Linked DNA regions of Mus musculus: region 2 is linked to region 1. The links are chromatin contacts, called in public promoter capture Hi-C maps. All regions are on one chromosome and are shown on one strand. Each heading gives the region's core, a stretch centred on a gene start, on an enhancer-like site or on the middle of the called end of the contact. The rest is flanking DNA. Distances are from core to core; before and after follow the strand shown.

Evidence for each region. Promoter capture Hi-C pulls out the DNA fragments that hold promoters and counts their contacts.
Region 2: a promoter capture Hi-C map of second pharyngeal arch cranial neural crest shows a contact between it and region 1. The contact joins the promoter of Nsun6 here to the promoter of Slc39a12 in region 1. A contact is called at or near these places in 3 of 39 promoter capture datasets (the 3T3-L1 cell line, neural stem cells and second pharyngeal arch cranial neural crest).

Annotation. Positions count from the first base shown.
Region 1 is chr2:14,385,821-14,392,757 of GRCm38.p6, reverse strand. Slc39a12 (solute carrier family 39 (zinc transporter), member 12) reads right to left here and starts at 4,360. Exons shown (of 13, transcript NM_001012305.2): 1 at 4,260-4,360; 2 at 3,180-3,514. The coding sequence starts at 3,437.
Region 2 is chr2:15,047,443-15,053,964 of GRCm38.p6, reverse strand. Nsun6 (NOL1/NOP2/Sun domain family member 6) reads left to right here and starts at 4,653. Exons shown (of 11, transcript NM_028950.5): 1 at 4,653-5,043. The coding sequence starts at 4,969.

The sequences.
Region 1 (6,937 bases), core at 3,111-5,610:
AATGAATGAGTTACCATTGTTTCTGAACTAAGTTTGTGTTGTGTTTTCCTTCACGTGGAGGCTTGTCCAGGTTCAAGAGAGAAAGGTAGGGCAGCAAAGCATGGACTTGCATGAGGTACACCACAAAGGCTGTGTGGGATTTGAAGCATGGGAATGGTGTGGTAGTGACCCACCAGTGGGAACCTAGTAAGTTGGGTGGAGAGACTGTGGAGTTCTGAGTCAGAGTCTCCATGAGATAAAAAAAAAACGATCAGCAATTGCCTGCCATTGCATAGCCAGACAGGCCACCAGGGCAGAGGCACAAGCTTGGGAATGTGCAGGTTCTCATTTGTAATATTTCCTGCAACCGGAAGATAGGTGAGCTGAAAAAGGAAAGAGGATTGGTAAGGGTCTAATGTCAGTAATGAAAATAAGATGGTGGAGAAGGATGATTGAGCATTTCAGGGGAACTTTGTTGCCCTGATTAAAATGTTGCCAGAGACACTGGGTCAAGGAAGCTTATGAGGCCACCGAGTCAATCACATGTTGTCGTGTCAGCAGACATAAAGGAGTGCACAAAGTCCCCTGTGCATACTCTATGGTGTCTCTATGGAATGGGCAGTGTAGAACCATTTGTAGTTAAAGTGACAGGTGTGGCAGAGCACAATCCTTGAGAAACAGAGGTGAACAGGAATGAGCCTGGTTTGTCTTTACTATAAAATAGCCTTTAAGCCTAAGATGGAGGCAGGCTGGCTCTTCACTTAATCATGACATGGGTCCATTAAAACTCTATCCAGGGGCTGGGAAAACAGGGCAACTGCCAGAGTTCTTTTCTATCGTGCATAAAGCCCTAAGTTCAATTACCAGAAATAAAAAACAGAAAACATTCCACTTATTCTTACAAAGACAGGGGGGGGGGGAATCAGGACCAAACTGTTCATTTTTAAAAACTACAACTTGAATGGCTTTATTTTTAAATTCCCCATGTTCATACTGATTTTTCTAATTCCACTTTACCGTTTTTTCCTCATCAGAAATTAAATGACACTACCTCAGTCTTTCTTTCCCCAAATACTGAGAGATACAAACCCACCCCTTGCTCTCCTGGTTTCTCTCAGAATATCCAACATGAGCATGACCTGCCAAGAATATGTCTTAAATTAATGAAGAGACTCAACAACAAAGCCAAACCCTGAGGTTTAGTGTCAGAACCTGAATGCTGGTGCAACTGAATGACCTTTCCTCCGCTGGCTTTTCACAAAGGACAAGAAAATGTTTCTTAGGTGTCGTACAAAAGGAATATTCAGGAGAGTCAAACCCTCTCCTATCAGTTTCCCTTTTCTTCAGTTTCCCAGAGAAAGAGAATGAGCAGCCCTAAGATGCCGCACTCTTAGACTGAGCATTTCCAAGCCCTGGGACAGATATAATTCAAGAGGAAGCCAAACAGCCAAACCCTTATAATGTCACTAAAAATAAGATAAAATACCCCTTCCCTCCTCTTCAGCTCCAAACATGGAGAACAGTCTTGCCTGTTTATGTTCACCCAGTAAAACCAATATTTAAGCAGCCTTAATAAGGCACTTCATATCATTAAAGGAGACCATGGCCCTGAAGCAGATTCTCAGCGGAAATTAATAAGATCTGACTCCTGGTTATTTCCAGTGGGATGTCTGTTGTTACTATCTATATCTATTAATGTCATCACAGAAGAGCTGCTTATTATAACACATCTCCTCTGGGAACCATTGGGTGTTTTAATAATTATGGCATTATTTATCATTCACAGAGAGCAGAGAAAGCATCCTATCTGTGCAAGACCCTTTTTATTACAAGGACAAAACCAAAAAACATTTGGCCAGGAAATGCACACCCACACCCCATCCTCAGCCCAGATCTCTGTGGGACTGAGAAAGACAATCCAGATTGACTTTGGAAGCAGACATGCACTTCTGGTTTGCTTATACATGCTTTCAACTTATCTATATACCTACAAGTTTTTCCTTTAAAAATTCATTGACCGGGATGGGGTGACAAAGAGGGATTTTGTGGGCAGTTATTTTAAGACCCGGGTTCTCCTCCACAGTGAGACTTGATGGACCTCCTCCAGGGACTTCAAACATCCACAATGGAACCTGATGGACCTCCTCCTACAACAACCAAACCCTGGGATTAGTAGTCCCCCCAGTTTTATGCTGAAGCAATCTGGGGACGGTTACAAGGGAGGGGGTGGGTTTAAAGGGACAAGGAGATGAGTGGGATTGGGGTACATGATGAGAAATTCACAAAGAATCAATAAAGATAGAGGGGCAGAGAGAGGGAGGAGGAGGGGGAGAGGGAGGGAAAGGAGAGGGAGGGGAAGGAAGGGGAAGGAAGTGAGGGAGGGAGACAGAGACAGACACAGAGACAGAGACAGACAGAGACAGAGACAGAGACAGACAGAGACAGAGACAGAGACAGAGACAGAGACAGAAGGGAAACTAATCATGATCAACAGCAACACATCCATCCTAGGCAAATCAAGATTCAGCCTGGGAAAGAGGAAGCCTTTATGCAGTAACTTCGTGTGAGCTGCACAACTGATTCTGGTGAGAAGACAGGATAGGGTTTGCTTGTTAGGTCGGGAGAAGGAAAGCTGTAGGGAAGGCTGTGGAATAGGTCTCGGGAAGCATGGCAACAGTTTCAACTCTAAATGCAGCACTTCTCTCCTGAAGCTCTGATTGCTCCCTGCTAGTGATTGTCAAGGCACTAACTCGGGACCACACAGACTTTAAAAAAACACTAACTGACACCTAGGAGTGCATGCTCAGGAACTGAATGTCAGGCAAATATCAGAATGCTGGGATTGTCTCACAGAAGATCAAAAGCCTCTGTCTAATATCATCCATGGTCATTGCAGGACAAAAATAAAAGGATCTCAGAAAAGCAGAAGGAAGGACGGGCCAAGCACTCATCAGCAAGCCAGTGTCCCTAAAGAAGCAGAGGGGCTCTAGAAAGCATAAACACTTTTTCCTAATTGAAAAACAAAATCCCTTGTGAATGGTTTGTTTTAAGGAAGATTCGGGACATTATTGTGCCAGGCTGAACTTCTAGCTTGCATATGAACTTTGCATGTCATTTCGTTGTAATAAAGCCATCTCTATGTGATCCACTGTTCCCTTTGGAGCAATTCTTAGTACCCGACCCCACTTTATTTCACTAACCAGCTTGCAGTCTCCTTGTGTCCAATCTGTTCTCTGTGGACACCCAGTCCTCTCCAACAGAATTTTGATGAGGCTTTGTGGATGGTTGAGGGACCAGTGGTCACCAGCAGAGAGGACCCTCAGAACTTCTAGCAGGCCTTGGCTCCCAGCTCTGCTGTTATTCTGAGTGAGGGTTTTGCCGGTCTCAGTAGAGGAAACGAGGCTGAGGGAGTGGGACAGTAGGATCATCCACACTGAAAGATTGGTCCAGAAGCACATGTCCACTCTTGGGCTTGGGTTGTGTTGGGGGTGAATGGGAGGCTTCATGCAGGACAAATTTACAACCAGAGGGTTTCCTGTGGTAGAAAAGAGAAAATAAACACTTCAAGACTTTCAACATGTTTGAAATGACTCACTAATTGGGTGCCTGGGCCGATTTGCAGCAACAGGGGATCTGCATGCAGCTTATAACCCCAAAGACCAGGAAACTTCCCACCTCACAGTGGGCAGGAAACTATGCCTGCACTAATCAGTCAAATGGTTAAATGAGGGTGCACTTTCCATGTCTGCAGCCAGTGCCTGGCCCAGGACACAGAGTGAGCTGCAACACCTTAAAAAAAAAAATCTGTGCAGTCAGTGGAGAAAATTAAAGAGAAAATTTCTTTTAACACACTTCCAATATCACACTGAGTCAGAAGCCTTTGAAGAGGACAATGCCCTAGAGAAAAATAGTGATTTCAAGAAACACTAGTTAGTTTTTAGCGTAATAAAACCATCCACGAAGACACTGGAGAATGAACTATCTCTGAAAACCTCCAAGACCCCAAAAGGATAATAAATCTACTTACTCTGAAAGAATGGGAAATCACCTTAGAGTCTATCAGAATTTTTGGAGAAAACTAAGTCTTGAATTGATTGTTTAAGGAGTCAAAAATGTTAACAGCGTCTCTTGTAGTATCCAGAGACGATCCAGTAATGACCTCCAGGGTAGTAACAAGATCCTAAGATTATCTTTATAGCTTAAACAACAGTTTCAGACTCTTATGCTAGCATTTTAAAAAGAGACATAGTGACACAGACGTTTCTAAACCCATCACTTACCTCAAGAAGAGAAATAGTTGTTTATCTCTAGCTCCCTGGGCCTTTAAATTTCTGAGAGCATTTTGTGGTCCCACAGTTCTCCGTTTTAAAATTCCTTAACTGTGTGCTGAGAGCTGGAGAGGATTATTTCAGCCCAGAGACATTTCTAGTTGCTATGGAGAGAGCTGCTCAGACGGTAAGAATGAAGGTGGATGAAAGCGGACAGTTGCTGGCTCGCAGATTTGCAGGATAATCAAATAAATGTGGTTGAGGAATTATTCTTTTATATCAACATTTAGCACAGTATTTTAAAAATTATCTACAGTCATTTGCCTTCCAAGGGACAGAATCTAGATAAAAAATAAATAAAATTCTACCTTGCAAAGTGAAAGAGATCATTGTTTAACCTAGGCTTAAACCAAGAGTTGACAGAAAGATTGACCCTTTAAAACTGTTTCACAGCTTGCAAATATTTAAAAGATGCAAGGATTTTATAAATAATGGTTTAAACTAAAAGTACTTGATGAAAGAACGCACTTCTAACCTGAGAAGTAAGTAGATACAAATGGGGGACCTGTGCCAATCACCCATTGTGTGTGGAAACTGGGTACAACCCATGAGATAACCAGGGTTCAATTTAACTACCCATTGTGTACATGGTTTTGTCTCGAATGTCAAAGAAAGGGACTTGACCTTTTCTTTTTCTCATAAGCACCATGGTGACAGTAACTAGACTCACCTGAGAAGCAGGGAATTAGACCAAAGTTAAGATGGTCAAACTGAAGGTTAAGCAAGGGCTGAGAAACCAAGAGGCTTTGGGCTTTAGACTACAGGATGTTGGACCAAACTCCCTAAAGGCATGTGCCCATCACCTGTGGTGGTCCCTCCAGTAGGAACTACCATGTAAAAGGCTTGGGTAATCCAATAGCAAGAATTTGGTTAAAAGGCCATTAAAGAAATAATAGTTCACTACTTATGCAATATAGCTGGTTTTAATCTCTTCATTAATTAGTCCAGGAGCTGGTTCTTCGAGAAAATCAACAAGATAGATAAACCCTTAGCCAGACTAACTAATCAGAAATGAAACAGAAACAGACTAATCAGAAATGAAAAAGGAGACATAACAACAGAACCTTATGAAAGTCCAAAATATCATCAAATTCTACTACAAAAGGCTATACTCAACAAAACTGGAAAACCTCGCTGTAATCGAAAATTTCCTAGACAGATACCAGGTACCAAAGTTAAATCAGTATCAGATTAATGATCTAAACAGTCTCATTTCTGCTAAAGAAATAGACGCAGTCATTAATAGTTTCCCAACCAAAAACAGCCCAGGACCAGATGGGATTAGTGCAGAGTTCTATCAGACCTTCAAAGAAGACGTAATTCCAACTACCCTCAAACTATTCCACAAAATAGAAACATTAGGTACTCTACCCAAGTCATTCTATGAAGCCACAATTACTCTGATACCTAAACCACACAAGTTCCAACAAAGAAAGAGAATTTCAGAGCAATTTCCCTTATGAATATCAATGCAAAAATACTCAATAAAATCCTCGCAAACTGAATCCAAGAACACATCAAAACGATCATCCATCATGACCAAGTAGGCTTCATCCCAGGTATGCAGGGATGGTTTAATATACGGAAAGCCATTAACAAAATCCCCTATATGAACAAACTCGAGGACAAAAATCACATGATCAACTCATTAGATGCTGAGAAAGCATTTGACGAAATCCAACACCACTTCATAATAGAGTCATGGAAAGATCAGGAATTCAAGGCCAATACCTAAACATAATAAAAAGCAATATACAGCATAACCAGTAGCCAACATCAAAGTAAATGGAGAGAAACTGGAAGCAGTCCCACTAAAATCAGTGACTAGACAGGCTGCCCACTTCTCCCAACCTATTCAATATAGTGCTTGAAGTCCTAGCCAGAGAAATTCTCTTACACGCGTTCGCGACCGGCCAGGAAAGACGCAGCAAACCAGAATCTTCTGCGGCAAAACTTTATTGCTTACATCTTTAGGAGCAAGAGTGCAAGAGTGCAATAGCGCAAGAGCGCAAGAGCTTTATTGCTTACATCTTCAGGAGCAAGAAGCAAGAGCTTTATTGCTTACATCTTTAGGAGCCAGAGCGCCAGAGCGCAGAGCAAGAGCTCTATTGCTTACATCTTTTGGAGCAAGAGTGTAAGCCCCCAAAAACGAAAGCGAAACCCCGTCCCTATTAAGGAGAGTTATCCTTCGCCTAGGACGTATCACTCCCTGATTGGCTGCAGCCCATGGCCGAGTTGTCGTCACGGGGAAGGCAGAGCACATGGGGTGGAGAACTACCCTTGGCACATGCGCAGATTATTTGTTTACCACTTAGAACACAGCTGTCAGCGCCATCTTGTAACGGCGAATGTGGGGGCGGCTTCCCACAGTTCCCCCTTTTCTATTAATAAGAGCAATAGGCCACCCATATTAATGAGAGTGGAGATAGAGGTCAAATCCCCAGTGTGCAGGTAAAGGAGCCGTACACATAACCTCCTTCCAGGCTCATCACCTAGAGGGGTCCTGGTCTGGTCCCGTGTTGTTTTTCCTGGAGGAAGGACACTTGAACACTCAACCTTCTTGAAAGATGACATGTCTCCCTAGAATAGGCTCATATATGCCGCAGAGCCCTTCTACTGCAGTGCTTAGC
Region 2 (6,522 bases), core at 3,404-5,903, 660 kb before region 1:
CATATATATGTAATGCTTGTCAGAAATGTAATGAAAATAGAAAAATCTGAGCATAAGCGTCTTAAATGTAGCTCAAAAACTAAATACTTTTTCTTTAAATATCCCTTTAAGGTTTTGTTGAGACTAATTTCAGTGTTGCCTTTGGTATACAAGAGGTAATATTGATGTGTATCATGGTGCCACTTGAAAATGAATATAGTTTGAGTTCATGAGATAAGAATAACTTCGTGAAAATATTATGAAATGACAACTTTCAGTGAAGTAGAATCCCATTAAAATGTCTCCAACAAAATATAAGTACTAAATTAGTATAAAATAAACTGAAGTTTCAAGGAAGTAAAATGTTAACTTACAAGGCCTAAAAAAAGGAAAATTATATAGATTAGGAGGAACCAATGTAAACTGACCAGGTGATACTTGGAAAAACTTGATATATTTGGCATTGAGTTCAACTTATTAATCAGTTAAGTTAGATCAGTTTGTACAGGCCTTGAAAAAAAGAGAGTTCAAGAAACTGTGTGTTCTGCCAGCTCAGGAAAAAAAGCCACTCTTCAAAAACATCAAACATTTTCATGTCAATTACAATTTTAATCCAGTTTGCTGATTTCCAGATGAACCAGGGTTGATTGAGTGCCCATACGGAAGTTCTTTTCTGCCATATGGTCGAAGAAATCAATATAATTTCATTCAGGAATATCCTATTAGACACTTTTAGATGCTGTAGATGATTAATTGTTGAAAACAATTTAATATCATTCTTGAAAGTAGAAAAGAATGTATTGATAAATTTCTGATGAAGTTGTTTTAAAATTCACAGAGGTTACACAATACCTTGAGCTTCATAATTTTTGCTAGACCAAAATATCTTTAAGTTTATGACTCTGCTCATATGTGAGCAGTGTGGCTTTTTTCTCTCCTCTGTACTTCTGGGATCACCATAGCAAGCCTCCCCAGAGTTTTCTCCAGTGAGTCTCCCAACAGGTGCTTGGAAGCTGTCACCTTGTGCTTATCATTTGGAGACATGCTTACTGTCTTCCTGGATCCAGGAAAGGCACAGTGGTTTGTAAAATACCCTTTGTAGGATGGTTTTGAAGCTGACCCATTTTGTGCGATGCTCATGGTCCTCTCCTCTTTATAAACAATGTACCCTGCCTTTTGTTACAATCTTGTACTTAGGGCGAGGCCTATTACACATTTATATAACCTCCCATTAAAAACCCGGAAATCTGCACTCCTCCCTTACATAGACGAGTTAACTCCTGATCTGTTTGAATTTGGGTCACTTAGTTCTTCCTTGCAGAGTGAAGACTCTTGACAACCATTCCTCCAACATGGGTATAAACATATCTTAACACGTAGTGAAGGTTGCCCTTTTCCTACACTCTTTAAGTCAGTTCATGTAATTTGTTTGGTCTGTAGTAACACTATAAAGTATGAAATATTATATCCACTTAATGGATCCGAAAAATGAAATATAAGAACTTTAATAATTTGCCCATGGCTGCAAGAACTGGAATATGAACCACAGCAGTCTAGATCTCTAGTAAAATTCTTAACAATTAAGAAGTTACTCACTCAACAACCTGATAAGCCCCATATTCTAAAGTTAAAAGCATTTTATTTTCAGAATCTTTACTGTTTTGTTTCTTTCTCAAATGTTAAGTACACATTCAGGACCAAAGAGCTGGTATTTAGGCTTGTAGTAGCTGGACTGCTAAGTCTTCAGAGAGGTCTGGCTTGCAGGGAGTTTAGTCCTTAGTGTTTCATAATAGCAGCAGGAGAAATGAGGAAATCCCAGTAAGGTGTGGATTATAATTTATAGAACTAATGATGAATCAGTCCAAACGTTTGTGTGCTTAATTCTGGCAGCATTTTGAACCAGATTCTATTCATTTATTCATTCATTTGGCTTTCCAAACACTGTAAGTTCTAATTTGTAGTTTCTCAGATGAGGCCAATTGTATTAGAAAAGCTGAATATTGTATTGACAGGATTAGATTTGTGGCTAAATGGATATGCAAAGATATTACGTTATCTTTACAGAACTCTTAAGATTATCAGGAGGGGGTGGGTGTTAGAAATGCCTATAATTCTGTCTCTCACAAGGTTGAGACAGTAGGATTGTGAATCAAGAAGCGCCTGGGCTAAATAGGGATGTTTGTCTTCAAAAATAAACAATTAAAGAAATGAATGGGACTAAGTAGAAATTCTAGTTAGTAAAGTGCTTGCCATGAAAGCACGACGACCTGATTTTTAGATGCCCAGCACTTGGATTCATCATCATCATCATCATGGTCGTCATCATCCAGCTGAGCCAGGAGTGTGAGCCAGTAATTCCTGCTCTGGGGAGGCAGAGACATGACGTGCAGATCCCTTGAGCTTGCTGCCGGTCAGTCAATCCAGTTAAGTCAGCCAGCTCCAGATTCAGTGAGAGACCTTATCCCAAAAATGAAAGCTGCGAGTAATTGTGAGTGCACATCAATGTCTGGTTTCCACATATATGTGCACATATGTACATCTGGACCTGCACACACACACACACACACACACTCACACACACAAACACACACACTCATACAAGAGAAAAGCATTGAAAGAAAAAGAAGTTTCCTGTAATGGAGAAGTGTAGAATCCAGAATTAAGTCAGTCCCCCAGATCAATCTGAAATAAAATCCTCAGAGATAAAATGAGGTCATAACCAAACTTAAAATGATGATATCACATCATATTTATTTCTCCCACCGGTCCCTGCTTGGGGGCCCATACTACCCCTTTAAAGATCTAAAGTCTCTGTGACATTTGCATGTTTATATAGGAGTCTTCCATTGCTTAGACAGAACATCTCCACTCTACTAACTGCAGATTTACCACATGTTTTCTGGTCACTGTTCAAGTGTTCTGAAGTAGTGAACTACTTTATATCAAATGCATATTTAACAACAGTTTCCTTTTCTATTTCACAAAGGTTTGATTAGTCATTCAGGGAGTGCCCTTTATATGTCAAACAATGAGTATTCTATGTGGAAATGAAATTTCTCCCACATGGACTTTCAAGTTCAAGTTTTCTTTATTTTTTTAAAGACTTCAACTATATCTAGTGTCAAGGTTACTACAAAGTTGTCTGTTGAAATTCCTTTGTGTGGGTGGTCTAGCCCTCTGAATCCTGGGCAAAGCATTCCATGTTGCACCAAGATGTCATTTACCTGTTCTCCCTGCCTGAATGCAGCAGAACAGGCTACCCTTCCCAGGTCAGACTGTGCTTGGTGACAGCAAGGATAGAGTGCACATAGACACATAACCTTTCCCAGAGTTTGATTCACCTGTGCCCCCTTGGCTGCTTTTATATTGGGTAGCTCTATGAAACTAGTTTTATGTTAACTGCTGTAGATTCATATCACAGCCATATAAAATAGTGTGGTGGTTCCTGGAGGGGAGGCTGCCTGTCCTGCTGTAAGCAAGCCTAGCAAACTAATGTATTTCTTCAATTTGGACTTGTCAAGTTTTTCTTCAGCCACATCACTCTTATTTGGGGGTGAATAGATGTTTATGTCCTGTCAGGCATGTCATGCAACACTTAACACCTGTGTCCCAGACACATTCTGTTAGTTTCAGGTGATGAAGTCAGGAAGGAATCCCATGCATTGACCACAGATACATGATCTTGTGGAAAAACTGGGTACTTGTTTTAGAAACTGGCTTACTGGTCTATAGCCTATTTTCTTTTTCTGAGATTGTGGAAAGTTATTACAACTCTTGGAACTTTCTTTTACTCCTTGAAAACTGCTTATAACCACTGTGCTGAGCTGTGGCAGTGTCTTTGTCATGGAATTTTCACCTAGTAAAGACTTGGTGTGTCAGTTATATATATTTTAAAGCCAGTGTGAAAACTTAAAAGATTAAACACACACCAAGCAAAAACCCTCCTCTATAGTTACCTATGAAATATGGCTCAGAACAACAAAAAGCACAAAACAAACAAACCAAAACAAGCAAACCCTAACCCAGTGGCATTGGAGACAAAAGTATTCATCATGTTCAAGCATAAAACATCCCACTGACTTTGGTTAGTTATTTTTAAACTCTTGTCACCTCATTACCATCAGGGAATTCACATCAAGACTCTTGTTCTCTAAAGCACGTTAACTAGAAGCTTCATGGCTAGTTGTAAACACTATTAGGGGATTTTAAGTTGTACCTGAGTACCCACGGGTATTAGCACATTCAAAAAATATGGGTACTAGGGTAGGAGATATGGCTCAATAGTTAAGAGCACTTGTACCTGCATAGTGCCCAGGTTCCATTGTTAGCTCCCATATGTTGGCTTACAACCTTCAGATCCTGGGTTTGATCAAAGAGGCAAGCACATGCACTCAGGCAAAACATTCATACTCTTGACATAAATAAGTCTTTAAAAAAGAAAAAAAAGTGTCCGAGGGAAGCCTCCACCGCTACTTGTACTGGGACAATAAATGGAAATCTCCCTTATTTCAGGTTAGTGAGGTATCCAGTTCAACCCAGCATTCAAGAGTCCCAGGATGTACCCGGCACAGTCCTTCCTAGAAAAAGCTCCACCCTCAGGGGAGGTGATTGGCAGATGCAGGTTGGGCACGAACAGAAGGCTGGGCATCGAGTGCCGGAAGTGACGAACCCAGGAAGCGACTTTCTGTTCCGAAGCTGGGGGCGCGGTTTTGGAAAATAGCATGTCAGAGTGGATCTAGGCGCTGTCTGTTTTCCGATCTGCGTTTAGGTACACTTTTTGTCACCAAGCCCTATTTGGCGCAGTGTCGCAGTTCGGAGCTGTCTCACAGCATCCCAGAGAACGACAAACCTTGGGCCCTGCTCATTCCAGAACTCAGCACTGAAAGGCATTCTTGTGCTCGTCCATTGGCTGGCAACGCTGAAATTCGGAAATAAAGACTGCTTCCCAACATTTTCTTGGACAACTTAAAACAGAAAAAAATCAAAAGAATGTATGTATTTCCAAAGATATCTTTGAGACCTGAAGTTGAAAACTATCTCAAAGAGAGCTTTTTGAACGAGGAGGTAGGTCACGTACATAGATGTTTGCCAAAATTCTGATACAACTTCAGCAGAAAGAAGGGGAATATGTGGTTAGTTTTTGCCACTACTTTATTGGAATCTTTAAAAACAATGTGGTTTTTTTGTCACCATTGATGCTTACTGAGATGGAGATAAATATATGCTCACGTTTAGATGTAAGACAAAAGAAAGTGTTACGTGTCTGTCAGCCCTTAGTACTGAAGGGGTAGCAGAATCAACCAGAGAAGTTCCCTGGCCACACAACTCAAGACTTCCACAGTAGATGCACTTGTTCTGTTAAAGTACAGGCTCTTGTACTTACTCAGGTGATCAGGGCACTTTGAGTGCCTCATTAAATGCCACCAGGTGTTTGATTGGAAATGGTTACAATTTAGTCTAATAAATCATGGTAGAGTGATTTGGTTTCATTGTTAAGAACACCAGAGTCTAAGCAGTCCTCTTACTCATCCAAACTGACATAATTGTCAAGCAACTAAAGTTCAGATATAATGATTAAAAAGTCAGTTTTAGAAGCTATCTATCAATCCATCCATCCATCTATCTGTCCTTCTTTCATCTATCTATTGAAACAGGGTTAGAGAGTCAGGTGGATTTCTGAGTTTGAGGCCAGCCTGGTCTACAAAGTGAGTTCCAGGACAGTCAGGGATACACAGAGAAACCCTGTCTCAAAAAAAAAGAAAAAAAAGAAAAGAAAAGAAACAGGGGGGTTTCTCCACATAGTAGTGGCTATACTGGAACTCATAAGGTAGACCGGATTGGTCTTGAGTTTACTGTGATCCACCTGCCTCTGCCTCTGCCTCCTGAGTGCTAGAATTACAAGCTTGTAATCCACTGAACCTTACTGGAAAATGTTCATTTTGCATGAGTTACCTTGAATTAATTCTTACTAATAAAGCTTAAAGCTTAATTTATTCTATGAAAATTGAATGGGTTATAAGTACTTTCGAAGGTTGTCTTGGGGCATCAACCTTAAGTGAAAATCACTACATTGGTTTGGCAGGCATGTCTTAAAAAGAGTGTTAGTTACTTGTTACTGGCCACACTTAGCACAGAAATTCCCAGTGAATATTGATTGCCTTCTAGTAAAATATCCCTGCATGCTCTAACCACCTTACCTTAACCCCTTGGCAACGTGGATATTTTTCTAAATTTTTGGTTCTTTAGCAAAATTCAATCCACTAAAATGCTCTTTAGTGTTATTGGAGCTGAGATTTTAAAACTTATTTCCACATCTTATTTCCAAATATTGTTCATAGGATAAACTATATGGAAAGAGAAAGTATTTTATGCTTATTTCAAGGGGTCTTGGGAAGTATATATTAAGAGAGGAAGGGGGACAGTCAGTGGTCAATTTCAACGGTTTTAGAATGATGAACATTATTTTATGAAGGATTGATGCAATCTTTCAGGTCATCTCCTTTCCAAACCCACAAGGTATGACAGCTTAAATGAAGAAAGGCC